Regions from separate parts of the Sus scrofa genome. Here regions 1, 2 and 3 are each linked to region 4. A link is a contact called in public HiChIP or PLAC-seq data. All regions are on one chromosome and are shown on one strand. The core of a region is the stretch at or near the end of the contact, and the rest is flanking DNA. Distances in the headings are between cores, read along the strand shown.

Evidence for each region. HiChIP or PLAC-seq counts read pairs in DNA pulled down with a chosen protein or histone mark.
Region 1: a contact with region 4 is called in an H3K27ac HiChIP or PLAC-seq map of skeletal muscle, with 12 times the contacts expected there. The contact joins two enhancer-like sites. A contact is called at or near these places in 1 of 5 promoter capture datasets (liver), 20 of 47 Hi-C or Micro-C datasets (adipose tissue, alveolar macrophages, brain and 12 more) and 2 of 2 datasets of contacts at active chromatin or transcription factors (alveolar macrophages and skeletal muscle).
Region 2: a contact with region 4 is called in an H3K27ac HiChIP or PLAC-seq map of alveolar macrophages. The contact joins two enhancer-like sites. A contact is called at or near these places in 1 of 47 Hi-C or Micro-C datasets (embryonic fibroblasts) and 2 of 2 datasets of contacts at active chromatin or transcription factors (alveolar macrophages and skeletal muscle).
Region 3: an H3K27ac HiChIP or PLAC-seq map of skeletal muscle shows a contact between it and region 4. The contact joins two enhancer-like sites. A contact is called at or near these places in 3 of 47 Hi-C or Micro-C datasets (embryonic fibroblasts and skeletal muscle) and 2 of 2 datasets of contacts at active chromatin or transcription factors (alveolar macrophages and skeletal muscle).

The regions. Positions count from the first base shown.
Region 1 is chr3:29,260,562-29,264,172 of Sscrofa11.1, reverse strand. It overlaps LOC106509690 (a long non-coding RNA gene), which reads left to right. Exons shown (of 4, transcript XR_002342411.1): 1 at 1-2,770. Among named protein-coding and RNA genes, the nearest start is that of MKL2, 22 kb to the right of the region's middle. Within about 2 kb of position 2,037, at least 47 of the 83 cell types and tissues checked have an H3K27ac peak or open chromatin away from gene starts, as enhancers often do. A contact at or near this core is called in adipose tissue, alveolar macrophages, brain and 4 more, where this site is marked.
Region 2 is chr3:29,211,146-29,214,446 of Sscrofa11.1, reverse strand. All of the region lies in intron 1 of MKL2 (MKL/myocardin-like protein 2), which reads left to right. Among named protein-coding and RNA genes, the nearest start is that of MKL2, 27 kb to the left of the region's middle. Within about 2 kb of position 1,781, at least 21 of the 83 cell types and tissues checked have an H3K27ac peak or open chromatin away from gene starts, as enhancers often do. A contact at or near this core is called in alveolar macrophages and skeletal muscle, where this site is marked.
Region 3 is chr3:29,177,608-29,180,890 of Sscrofa11.1, reverse strand. All of the region lies in intron 1 of MKL2 (MKL/myocardin-like protein 2), which reads left to right. Among named protein-coding and RNA genes, the nearest start is that of MKL2, 61 kb to the left of the region's middle. Within about 2 kb of position 1,395, at least 1 of the 83 cell types and tissues checked has an H3K27ac peak or open chromatin away from gene starts, as enhancers often do. A contact at or near this core is called in skeletal muscle, where this site is marked.
Region 4 is chr3:29,042,068-29,045,640 of Sscrofa11.1, reverse strand. All of the region lies in intron 4 of MKL2 (MKL/myocardin-like protein 2), which reads left to right. Among named protein-coding and RNA genes, the nearest start is that of TRNAT-CGU, 110 kb to the right of the region's middle. Within about 2 kb of position 1,345, at least 63 of the 83 cell types and tissues checked have an H3K27ac peak or open chromatin away from gene starts, as enhancers often do. A contact at or near this core is called in adipose tissue, alveolar macrophages, brain and 4 more, where this site is marked.

The DNA.
Region 1 (3,611 bases), core at 788-3,287, 220 kb before region 4:
AGCTTGTTTCTGGGAAGGGTGACACCCAGCCGCAGCTGGGGGAAGAAGAAAGCTCAGTAGAACAAGGGAAGCGTGACTGGGCAGGTTTGTTTTTGGCAAAAGGCATTTATTGCATAAGGCGGAGGGCCCCCTCTGGATCTGATGCTGTACCAGTCCACGCCAGCAAGGACGTTCAGTCGTGCAGCAAAGAGAAGTCCAACAAAGAACATGAGCAAGTAAGGTCTTAAAAACACCTCTAGAGAGGGATCAGTGCGGCAGGGCTCAGAGAATGAAGTCATATCCAGGGCTAGGGGCAGGGCTGGCCTCAAAGAGAACGTAGGATTCAAGATGAGACTGAAAGCACAGCTAGGATTTCATCAGACAGAGATGCAGATGATGCACTGACGTCCAAGCACAGAGCACAAGCAAAGAAACAGATGGGAAACAGAATGGTGTTTCAAGAAAGTCGTGAACAGCAGAGTGGGAACAAGACACGGGGGGCATAGTGTAGGAGTCTCCCAAGTGCTAGGCTTGAGGAGTTTGTTCTTATTTCAGTAGAAAAAGGAACATTGGAGTAAGGGAAGGACGTGACCAAGAAGGCTGTTTTAAGACTTGGGTCTGGCAGTAGTAAGTTTGCAATGGAAAGGAACTAAGATCGGTTGAGCACTTAGATATTTCACATATGTTACCCCCATTAAATCCTCACACCCTGAAAGAGGGATGACACCTGCTTTACAGATGAGGAGATGAAGCCTCGGAGGGATCAAGAAATTAAAGTCACCGTGGACATAAAGGGCAGAGATGGGACCCCAACTCCAAAGCCGCCTTCCTTTCTACCATACCTTGCTACCTGGGGGGAAGGGCTGCAGGTGAAAAGACCATTTCAGAAACTGTCATTAACAATCTAAGCAACAGGTGGTTTTGGCCAAAACTCAGATGGTATAGCTTTGGGAATGGAAAGGACATAAACTGAAGAAGCATCAAAGGACAGTCTAGGGAATGCGGCAAGGAAATTACATGCCTAGGAAGAATCTGAATAACACCTCGCCTTGAAGCCTCAGGAGACAAGGAAGCCATTAACAGAAACAAAGAGTCTGGAGAAAGACTGTGCAGGCAAGGCTCAGCTCACTTAGGATCGAGTTTTGCGAGAGCCATGGTCAGGCAGTCTCAACCGAAGAGGTGGCAGACCTCTGCTGGGAAGTGAGAATTGAAGACAAAAAATAAATGAGCAAATATGAAACAGGACTTTAGAAAATGCCTACATTTAGGAGGTGAGATGATAGAGGATACATTCTAAAAAGAAGATTCTGGATCATGCCGCCACCAGAATCAAAAGCAGGGGAGAATTTCAAGGCAGTGACCCACAGGGTCAGGAGTTGAGCAGCAGGAACGCTGGTGGCCTCAGTTTGCAACACGGCAGGGGAGCTCTGGGTGTCCAGGATGGTGGTTGCAGGGAGCCTGGGGCACACGCCAGACTGAGGCACCGAGGAATCCTTAGGATTGCGAGACTGGGCAAGCCTTAGGCCAAGGTGATCAGAAGGAAGGCGCCAGGACCCAGTGAGAGAAGGAAGATGCAGGAGAGAGAACAGGTAATGAATGGAACCAAAACCCAGGGCTGAGGTCCTGGGGATGGAGGGAGAAAAGAGTGCTTTCCCTTTTTTTCCTTTCACACCTACAGAAAACCTGTTATACTGATTTGGCTCTTCTTACAAATCAGCATTTATTGTGCTATGTACCCCTAACTTGGAACGGAACTAGCAAACCACGATAAGTAACAATGAGCCCTTTTCTGGTCTATTTTAAGGACAAATGCTGCTGTTTGGCGATGGGATCTGCTCGTGTTTAAACTAGAAGCGGGGGGCGGGGGGAGCAGAACCCCTCTCTAACCTGGCTGGATAGTTTTATTACTATTTAAAGCATCCCTTTCAGCGATTTAGGAAACATTAATGCGTGCTGGCTAATGTCGGCTGGAAACCGAAAGTCTGACAGCAGCTCTCAGCCAATCCTGAGATTTGGTGAGGATTTTTATTTTGGTCGTCCTGAGCCTACTGTAACTGGGGCGGCTGAGTTGCTATGGTGATTTGTTCTCCAAACAGAGGGCTTTGCCGCAGTACCTTGAAACAGCAGATCAATCTACTTTATGTTGACTTGATCATGATATTAATTCTAGTTGAAACCTCCCCCAGGCTCCCATCAGGACTTGTACGCAGGAATTTTAAATCCGGGTCCAAGAGGCATCGTCTTTTTAAAGCCAGGCCCTCACAATTCCTGCCCCCGAGACTGCAGGCTCACAGTCAAAAGCTCCGGGGTCAGGGGTGGGGGGGACTGCAGTTGGAGGAAGGTTCATCATTGAAGCAATTATGTGCTTAATCGCTGCAGCGTGGGCACCGGCTGCAAGTTGTGACTCATTCCCCACTCTGTCACTAATAATTGGGGGCGGTGGACAGGATGCACAGAAAACTCAGCTGCTTTTTCCCGAGTTCCTCTTGCAAATCTGGAAGTCGCTGAGATCCGTCCTTGAAGCAGGGGAGAAAGGCCGACCTCAGCTCCACGACGTGGCCCTGCCTGTCTCCACCGGTAGGGGGCCCCATTGAGTCACCGGACTCTATAAGGATGACTGCACTTTGAATGGGGGTGTAGCTGCCTCTGGGTCTTGCCCAACGGTGACGCGGGAGAGGAAAAAAAAAAAAAAAAAGGAGCTGCCTGATTTCCAGCGTGACTCATTATAAACAAACGGAGGACAGATTGACTGCCTCTTATCAGAGCCTGAGTATGAGCCCCAGGACTGAGGGTGAGTCATACTGGAAGTCCCGTCTTTTGTTGGTCAGAGGGATTGTTCTCCCTGCGGAAGGGGTGGATTTGCTGAGTGGGGGATGGGGGTGCTAAGGGATCACTTCAATACCATCAGTGACCCCAAGGTGAGCCCTGGGCTCCTAGTGAGATCCAATTCCCTCAAAACCAAAAAAGTTTCCAAACTGAAGATAAAAACTGGCCATACCCACAAGAAAACTCATTTGGAGTTCATGGAATGTCCGGAATCTTGCATTGATGGTGTCACAACATACACATATGCCAGTTATCATCAAAGTATACATTTTAAGTACTGCTGTGTGTTGTATGTAAATTACACTGCAAAGTTTTTGGTCTTTTGGGGGGGGGGCACACCATGCAGAATTTCCTAGATCAGGGATAGAACATCACCACAGCAGTGACAACACTGGATCCTTAACAGCTAAGCCACCAGGGATTTTTAAGAAATACAGTTTGGTGAGGGGGAAAAAAACCTGGCCAACCCATTTTTATGGTGGTTTACCCTGAAGCTCTGCGTACACTCCCTCACTGCCCCATCCATACCCATCTATTGCCTTGTATTTGGGTGCAAACCCCGAGGGTACACACCTGAAGCGATCATGAAGTCATACCATCTAAGGCTGGTGTGCTGATCCCACACGCCCAGAGTGTGTGTAATAGGTGAGTTATTTATTTTCACTGACCCAAGACGGGGGATCAGTAAAGCCTAGGTTGGCAAAAGATTTGAAAGGAGGCAGACGCTGGGTAGCAAAGGCAAAAAGAAGGACCTTGCATGTACCTGCCCCCACCCGCTGCTCCCAGCAGCCTCGAGACTGGAGACG
Region 2 (3,301 bases), core at 532-3,031, 170 kb before region 4:
CAGATCCTTAAACACTAGGCCACCAGGGAACTCCCAGAGGTGTTTTGTTTTTTTTCTTCTTTTAAACCAGCTTTGGGGTTGAAGAACCTGGGTTCTAGAGTCAGACGGCTTGTTGTCGATCCTGGCTCCACCCTTTGCGTCTATGGGAACATGAGCCTCGCTGAGCCTCAGTTTCTCAATGATAAGATGGGGATAATAATATCTCCCTTTACAGGGTTGTGGTGAAACTTAAATCAGTTCTTTCAGTTCAGACGTTTAAAACAGTACTTGGTGCATATTAAATAGTCTCACATTCCTCATCATCAGGTTGCATCATTGTTTTTTTTATTTTTTTATTTTTTATTTTATTTATTTATTTATTTTTTTTGTCTTTTAGCTATTTCTTTGGGGCTGCTCCCACGGCATATGGAGGTTCCCAGGCTAGGGGTCTAATCGGAGCTGTAGCCATTGGCCTACACCAGAGCCACAGCAACGTGGGATCCGAGCCTCGTCTGCAACCTACACCACAGCTCACGGCAACGCCGGATCGTTAACCCACTGAGCAAGGGCAGGGACCGAACCGGCAGGCAACCTCATGGTTCCTAGTGGGATTCGTTAACCACTGCGCCACGAGGGGAACTCCCGCATCATTGTTTATTATTCTCACTGACCTCATTAATTCCAGACCAAACATGGTTCCATAGCTGACTCACAGATATACCTTGCAGGCTCTACATTAATCTTTAAAAAGTGAATTCAGAGTTCCTGTCATGGCTCAGCAGAAATGAATCTGACTAGGAACCATGAGGTTTTGGGTTCAATCCCTGGCCTCGCTCAATGGATTAAGGATCCGGCGTTGCCATGAGCTGTGGTGTAGATCACAAACGCAGCTCGGATCTGGCGTTGATGTAGGCCGGTGGCTGCAGCTCCGATTAGACCCCTAACCTGGGAATCTCCATATGCTGCGGGTGCGGTCCTCAAAAGACAAAAAGACAAAAAAAAAAAAAAATCATTGACAACATTCAGAAATTAAGAATTTACACAAAAATCTGATTTTTTTTTTTTTTTTTTTTTGGCTTCTCTTAGAAAGTCAGATCTGACAATCCTAGGTCCCCATTCCCCCCTGGCATCGTGGACTGGAGCCGAGTATCTGCAGGAGTTCTTCAGTTTTCCATACTCCCCACCCATCCCCAGCCCTGAAACCAAGACTCCAGAGCCCAGGATCATTGCACACACAGAGTCGTATTCCTTACGCTCAAGAAATCCTTCCTGTACCCAGGAAATTGAAAACCAGACCAAGGAAGTGGTATGTTTTTTGAAAAGAAAGCATAAATCAATCTCTGTAAGCAAAGACAATCCTTAGGAGTTTTATGCTGAAAACACCCGCACTCACTTGCTGAACTGCCCAGCCTGGCGGGCATTTGCATTTTCCATCCCTGGCTCCGTGAGATGTGTCCCCACTGGCCATTGTTTCCTTCCTGTTCATGTTCTGTCCCCCACCAGCTTCCTTGTCACCGCCCCAAAGCACTTCTCTTTCCTCTCCTTCCCCATGTGTGGGAATGACATAGGTTTTAGAGCGGAATAAACCTGGTTCAATCCTAATGCTTCTGAGCTTCCGGTTTGCGTCTATGGAAAGGGTACAGTATCAGGTTGCCTTATCGGGTGGTTTGAGAATTAACCAAGAGCATGTACATCCAGTCCTTGGCATGACGCCTGGCAAAGAGTGATTGCTCAATAGTGCTAGTTCCTTTCCTCTGGTTAAAGGGGGAGCCTCTTCAAGGTTCTGTCCCCCGACCCTTCCGCTCACTGTCCAGTCCTCCGGGGGTAGCAGTTACTGAACCAGATGAGGAAGTGACCTTGAACTGCACAAGTAGAGCCCTCTCGACCCAGACCACGTGTATCTCCAACTCAACTTCCCTCAGCGAGATCCAAGAAAACCCACAGAAATTCCGGCCTCCCCACCCCAAGAGGACGTGAGATGAGCGCAGTGGAAGGAAGGAGACATTGGTCTCAACGGAGTGCAGTCAAACTCTCACACTCTGGCAAAGGTTATCCGCATGAATAACCATGCGAGCTCCTTGCTAGGACCTCAGAAGTGCCCGTGCAAGTGATGAACCCTGAAGCTTAACCTTAACGACCTTGACGACAGAGTCACCTCTGTCCATACCCGCTTCGGTCTGGCCAAATGGGATTGACACCCACTGCCAAGACCCTGCTTGTGTTGGTCCATCATCCTGTCAATCACCCGTCTGCCATGAACACATCCCAACGTTTTTCAATGAATTCTCTTCCATCCTCTTCCATACCCTTAAAGAATCTCACCTTGTATGTCTCTTATTGATTATGGCAGAGGCGACCTTGTGTTTTAGTCTTCCGTTCATTCAACACACGTTTGTTGAATGCCCATCATGTTTCAGCTATTGTTTGGACATTAGGGATACCCCCAAAGAAGCCAAGTCCTAGCATTCTTGGAGCTGATAGCCTAGTTGGGGTATACCTTATAAGCACCTTAAAATGCAAATAAAATCATTTCAGAGAGTGATAGGGCCTTGGAGAGCCTGGCCATGGAGTGACCAGGGGAAAGGAATGCTGCTTTAGCTGATGGTATGAGAGCCCCCCCCCCTTTTTTTATCTTATTTTAGGGCCACACCTTTTTTTGTTTGTTTGTTTGTTTGTTTTAATTGTAGGGCCACATCTGCGGCATATGGAAGTTCCCAGGCTAGGGGTCAAATCGGAGCTGTAGTTGCTGGCCTAGATCACAGCCACAGCAACGCAGGATCTGAGTCATGTCTGCGATCTACACCACAGCTCATGGCAATGCCAGATCCTCAACCCACTGAGCGAGGCCAGGGATCAAACCTGCGTCCTCATGGATGCTAATCAGATTCATTTCCACTGAGCCACAATGGGAACTCCATGAGAGGCCTTTGTGATGAGCTGACCCTGGATAATGAGAGGAAGCCTGCCCCAAGAAGAGCTGAGGAAAAGGCATTCTGGGCCTAAGGAACAGCAAGCGCAAAGGCAACAAGGCAGAATACTGGCTCCGGATAAATTATATTGGGGGACACTCTCATTCCTGTCTCTAATGAGCCTTTAGTCCCTGCACAGCATACAGGATCCCCCAACTTTTGTCTCCTACCTAGATCTTTCCTTCAGAGCAGGATCCTTTTCTGTTTGGAAGTTCTGGACTCTGCTTCAAAACATGCCTCTTTTGCAATTCCCGTTGCTGTTCAGCAAGTTAAGAACCCAACATAGTGTCATGAGGATGTGGGTTCAGTCCCTGGCCTCATTCAGTGGGTTAAGGATCCAGGGTTGCCACAAG
Region 3 (3,283 bases), core at 146-2,645, 140 kb before region 4:
ACACACACACACAAACATACCCAGACACAAACATATACAGCTAGAGGTACACACACACTCAGGAAGAAAGGCACATAAAAACAGACACATCCAAGCATAGACAGACACAACGATACACACAAACAAATGTTCACACACACAGATGCACATCCAGACACTTACACCCAGACGCACACAGATGCATGCCCTCCCCCCAACAGACAGGTCCACAGACATATACAAACTCACATGCAGACACACACCCAGACATTCATAGAGTCACAGCCAGACACACACGCCTAGACACACCCAGGGCACACACAGATGCTCACCCCCACACACGCAGATAGACACACACAGTCTCACACCCAGACATACACAGAGGCACTCCCAGACACACAGATGCACAAAGATGCACTAGATCTGAGTGTGTGGTAGACTTTACAAGGGTTTTGGGGTCTGGAAGGAGTTTGCAATACGGACGACTGATAAATGAGTTTCAGGGTCATCCTTCCATGTCCTGGAAACATCCTTCTCTTTCTTTCTTCTTTTACCACCCCTCTCCACCCCCTGCCAATATTCTTCTCCGCTTTGACCTTTTCAGAAAAAAGTTTATTGAAGTAGAGTTGATTTGCCATGTTGTGTTCATTTCTGCTGTACAGCAAAGTGATTCAGTTTTATGGATTCTTTGGCACATACTTTCTTCCGTTATGGTTTATCACAGGCTATTGAATATAGTTCCCTGTGCCAGACAGTAGGACCCTGGTGTTTATCCATCCTCTATATAGTAGTTTGCAACTGCTAACCCCAAACTCCCAGTCCTTCCCTCCTCATTCCCCCACCCCTGGCAACCCAAGTCGTTTCTCTGTGTCCGTGAGTCTGTTTCTGTCTTACAGATAGGTTCTTTTGGGTCACGTTTTAGCTTCCACATATAAGTGGATATCATATGAAATTTGTCTTTATCTGACTTAATCCACTAAGTAGTATGGTAATTTCCCAGTTCATCCATGCTGCTGCCAATGGCATTATTTCATTTTTGATGACCGGGTAGTATTCCATTGTGTACACATGTACCGCATCTTCTTTATCCATTCATCGGCCTAGGGACATTTAGATTGTTTCCATGGCTTGGATATTGCAAATTCCACCTTTTCTTAAAAGAACAACTCTTTTCTTCTCAACTTCCCCATTTCAAGCTCTGCTCTGGACATTCCCTCCCAAGTTTCTTCTCTCACAAACATGCTCTGCTAACGAAGAGGCCTTCCAATCTGGCCTCTTCCTCTCATATCAGGTTTCGTGAAGGAAAAGAGCAGCAAGGAGATTGATTTCCTCACTGACGTGAATTATGCCACATGTCCTCACACGACCATAAAACACCAGCATGGTGTCTTGGTCCCTCCTGGCTGCTATAACAACAATGCCATAAACTGGGTGATACATAAACATTTAGTGCTCACCATTCCAAAGGCTGGTGGTCCAGGGATGATTCACCGGCAGATTCAGTGTCTGGTGACAGTCCACTTCCGGATTCATAGACACCAACTTCTCACCATGTCCTCACATACTGAGGGGCAAGGGAACACAAAGGGACCTCTGTTCTAACGGCACTAAGGGCACTAATCCCTTCACAGGGGCTCCACCCTCATCTCCAAAGGCCTCCACCTCCTAATATCATCATGTTGAGGATTAGGTTTCAACAGAAGAATTTGGGGGAGTGCATAAACGCTTAGAGTACAGCATATGATTACGCTCTGTCTGCTATTAAATTTACGGAGGTTCTGGCCTGGTGGTGGTGATTTCATTTACCGCTGCTGTCTGGTAGGGCCGTTGGCAGGACCAAGTGAAATGCAGTGGTGGTTGTGGTGGTGACTGTGGGTTTAGGATTCTTTTCTTTTTTTTTTTTTTTGGTTGGCCACACTCAAGGCATATGGAAGTTTCCTGGCCAGGGACTGAATCTGAGCTGCTGCTGCAGCCTGCCTCACAGTTGCAGCAATGCCAGATCCTTAACCCACAGTGCCAGGTGCGAACTCCTAGGATTCTTTTCTAAGTCAAATTAGAACCTAGTGTTCCTGGTAATTGGTGCCTCATCTCCTCAAACACAGCAAGCTCCCATCTGGCTCAGGGTTTTGTCCACATTGTTCCCTCTGTTCTTCTCCATTTTTGATGCGTTTCTCTCCTTTTCATTCCTCGGGTCTCAGCCTTGGTGTCATCACCTTAGAAACGTTTTCCCAGACCTCTTTGCTGATTTCCCTCATGCTTTCTATCACGGCTCACAGTTATCCTCGTTTTCTTCTGTACTTTATGTCTGGTCTGTTCTCCTCCCCTAGAAAGTAAGCTCTCTGAGGCTGAGAACCATGTCTGAAGTTCGTCATGACATCCCCAGAGCCAGCATAGCACTTAGTATGCATGGGTGATTGCATGAAACACCCTACCTCAAATCCCTCCCCCAAGAAATGAATAACTCTTAAGGGCCTTACTTTTTTTTTTTTTTAATTTAAAAAAAATTTTAAATTAACGTATATTTGATTTACAGTGTTGTGCCAATTTCTGCTGTAAAACAGTGACCCAAAGATATACATACACATTCCATTTCTTATATGATCTTCCATCATGGTCTATCCCAAGAGACTGGATATTGTTCCCTGTGCTACACAGCAGGACCTCATTGCTTATTGCATCTACTAACCCCAAACTCCCAGTCCATCCCACTCCCTTCCCCCTCCCCCTCAGCAACCACGGTCTATTCTCTATGTCTGTGAGTCTGTTTCGGCTTTGTAGGAAGGTTCATTTGTGCCATATTTTAGTTTCCACATATAAGTGATATCACATGGTATTTGTCTTTTTCTTTCTAACTTACTTCACTTAGTATGAGAATCTCTAGTTGCATCTATGTTGCTGCAAATGGCATTATTTCATTTTTTTAATTATGGCATAGTAGTATTCCATTGTGTATATACCACACCTTCTCAATCCATTCATCTGTCGATGGGCATTTAGGCTGTTTCCCTATCTTAGCTATTGCGAATAGTGCTGCAGTGAACAGAGGGGTGCATGTATCTGCCTGGATATATGAAGGGCCTTACTTCCTACATCGGGTTTTTTGTTTGTTTGTTTGTTTGTTTGTTGGTCTTTTTGCCATTTCTTGGGCCGTTCTCATGGCATATGGAGGTTCCCAGGCTAGGGGTCAAATCGGAGTTGTAGCCACCGGCCTACACCAGAGCCACAGCAACATGGGATCCGAGCCACGTCTGCGACCTACACCACAGCTCCCGGCAACGCCAGATTGTTAATCCACTGAGAAAGA
Region 4 (3,573 bases), core at 96-2,595:
ACAGAAGGACCATGTCAGATGCACATAGAAAGTGTATTTGTGTATTTTCTTTTAAAGAGAAAAAATGGGCTTTCTTTAAAGAACATGTATGCAGTTGTTTACCTTAAATTAGTGACGCTGCGTATTATCAAAAGAAGAGCTCTGAGTATTTTGCTTTAATTCATTCACTCAGTCATGCAACAAGTATTTATTGACAACTCTCCAGCATTCCAGACACTGCTAAATATTGATTATTTTTTTAAGAAAAGTGAACAGATCTCTCATGGAGGAGGACTCCGTCTACTGCTCTCACAACCTCTGAGGGGTTTTATGGGAGCTCTTTGCAAATGAACATACTTGGAACCATTGAAATAAGATTTTATTTATTTTTTGGCGTCGGCTGTAGATAGATGCACGTTTGGGGTGTATGCAGGCAGACTTGTTTCCGCTTTGCCTGGAGTTGCCTTACCTAGAGATCTTCCTCACGCAGCATCTCTGTGTCTAGAGGACAGCACCATGACTCGGGGAAGAGGTGCCCACTGATAGCTCAGGTGAACTTCAACTTGGCTGGTCGCTGGATCAGTCTGTTAGGAGCTAGAAGCTCTCGGTGTCTGCTTTTCGCGGCGGGGGAAGAGGATTTTTCCTTAGCACAATCATGGCGATGTTAACTCTCTCGGCCGACTAGTGGCACAAAGGAAAATTGCCGCCCAGGTCTGCATTGGCGGAGGCGGAAAGCCGCAGTTCGGACACTTCCCTGTGACAGCGCCGGCCGAGCCGGGGCGGGGAGAGCCGGGCGCAGCAGAGGCACGCCACGAGAGTGCTGTGAGGTGGCATGCCTCTGTTTTTATCCAGATTTGCCAGTAGCATGTTTATTCAGTGTGGTGCCTCTGCTGAGATAAGACCCTCTTCCTCTAGATGCCCTAGACCGCCGTCTGTTTAGCCGGAGAACTTAATGAGTAATGAATGTGCTTGGCCGGCTGATAGAAAGTATTTCCACGGTCCGCGGCTGTGTTTATAGAGAGCCGGAGAGAGACCACAGGCAGCAATTTGTCTTCTTAGGTATCAGCAAAGTCTTCTCTTTTTAACAACTAGGGGATTTATTTTTAACTGCTTGAGTCAGTGTTTGTCAGATGATTCGGACCATCAAACTGCAGCTCGAAGTCCCCGGTGCGGGGGAAGCTGGCATGGCAGGGGGAAGGGGGCTGGCTGGGAAAAGGGGTGGGCTCTCAGCATCGTGCCTCCGGGGCTCTGCCTCCCGACTACGTGGGAGAGTTTAGGGCTTCCAGCAGCCCAAGTGGATTTGCAGGTCAAGCTGGAAACTAAGGGGTAGCGTCTGCCTTCTGCGGCTTAAAAGACAGAATTGCCTGGTGGTTGGGTATTGTGAGGAGCACCCAGGAGCCAGGGACCAGGGGATTCTGAGCGCTGGCCTCTGCCGTTCCTTCGGCAAATTGAGCTTTTCTCCTGCTTGATGCTGCCTGTCTGCAGAAGCCTCTCACCATGATCGATAGCTCCAAGAAGCAGCAACAGGGCTTCCCGGAGATTTTAACTGCTGGCGATTTTGAGCCGCTCAAAGAAAAGGAATGCCTTGAAGGGAGCAACCAGAAAAGTCTCAAGGAAGGTCAGTCTGTCTGTGGCCAGGGGCAAAACTGCCGAATTCATATTCCTGTCAGCCGGGCCCAGCGTGTGTCTGCTTCCCATGCTGTGTGTCTGTCTACTCTCTGTCCAGTGTGTACCGGGTCCAAGTTCTCTGAAAGGAAAGCTTAATGCTGTTCCTGATAGCTCTTTCTCAAGATTGCTGAACTGATAGAACTCTAGAGATTTGGCAGCAGTGGATACAGTGGAGAGGGCTTAGGAAGCCAGTCGTCATTTCAGTAAAATCCTTCCAGGTTCATTTTGTCTATTTTCTCATGTTCTCCAATCTTGGGGGGCCCCCACCCCCACTTGCGGAGAGGCCATTTCCTTTTCAGTGTTTTTCAGAACACCGCTTCTTTTAGATTTACAAGCACGTAATTCCAGGAAAATGATTTTTTTTCTAATTAGCATGTTTATGGTTTGTATTGTTTAAAACCAAGAAGGTAACTAGCTCTTAATTATATCTTTAAATGTTTGGTTTAATTGGTTATCATGCACATTGCACCATCATTTTGTTTTGTTTTGTTTTCTTAAGCACATTACATAGTTTTGTGGGTTTTTTTTTTTTTTTAAACAAAGCAAGAAAGCTTAAGAATACTCTCAAATATTGTAAATGGCTACTGCACAGGTATGGCACTGATTGATTTAAGAAAAATGTCCAAAGGTCTGGGCATTACCGTCCTGTGTTCTGGCACACCCAAGTGTGCAAGACCTGTGCATGACATGCTTTGCTATAGCCGCTGGAGACCAGAGACCACTGAGTACAAAATTTGGAATGTTCAAAGAATAAGTTTTTCCTGAATTTGAGATTTGAAAGTCACCTTTCTCATGCCTGTTTACTTTGAATTTGATTTTCTGGTGTTCTTTGGGAGAAACCCCACTGCACCCCCACCCAGTCACCTCTTTTCATTTTCTCTGCTTTCAGCTCCTGCCCTCAGCCGCCCCCTCCACTCTCCACCCGCTCTTCCTCACCTTTAGAGACCCAGACAGTAAACGTAGTTACCTGCCGGACAGCATTTGTGCTTCTCCAAAACAATATGCCTCCTTGATTTTTTGGATACATTTAGAATATGAGAATGTGATGACAAACTAGTGCATTTTTAGAAGATAGTACTTTTGCCTACTGGTAGAAAAAACAAACATCTAGATGGAAACAAACACACAATGCAGTATAAATAGCTGTTGCCAGGAACCAGACAATAGGGTTGCCTCTGCCTGTGTACAGTAAGTCTTCTTGCAGAGTCTCATAAAATCAGTATCAGAAGAGTTTTGAGGGCACGGTCTCCTGACTCCTGCAAGGAACTTCGAATTTTTAAATCATTAACGTAAAACAGGGATTATCTCTGTGTGTCAGTTAAGTCAAGCTTTAGCATTAATGAGGTATTAATACCATACATTTTACACAATTTTTGTGCTTCTTGAAAAACTGGGAAAGTAGAGGAAAATGAAATTAGGGAAATAAAAAGATGTTACAATGGCAGTATGATAAGGAGCATGGAGAGCAAGAATTAAAAATGTAAGAAAACAGGGTAGGAGTATCAACAGGAACAGCAAAGCGGCCTTGAGATGATTACATAATGTATCAATTCTTTCCCTAACGACTGTGACCATGCTTTGAATTTATACATGTGCAGCACTATCATGTCTCAAGAGCAAGAGCATGGCCCCTGAAGTGAGAGATACTTAGAATCAATTCCCATTTTCTAGCTCTGTGACCCAGGGCAAGTTCTCTGCTCTGAGCCTTCATTTCCTCAATTGTGCAATGAAGATAAACAGAACCCACTTCATAGTGTTTTTATGAGATGCCCAGTTTAATGCCAGTTTGCCAGCTCTCTTCTTACTTTTTTAACCCTTTGTTACTTTTCCCTTCTGTTTAAAATTTAATTTTAAAAATCCCGTGTATATTGGCAAAGTAGAGAAGTGTCTTTATATCTACCTGTTACTGTCATGTAAATTCATCAG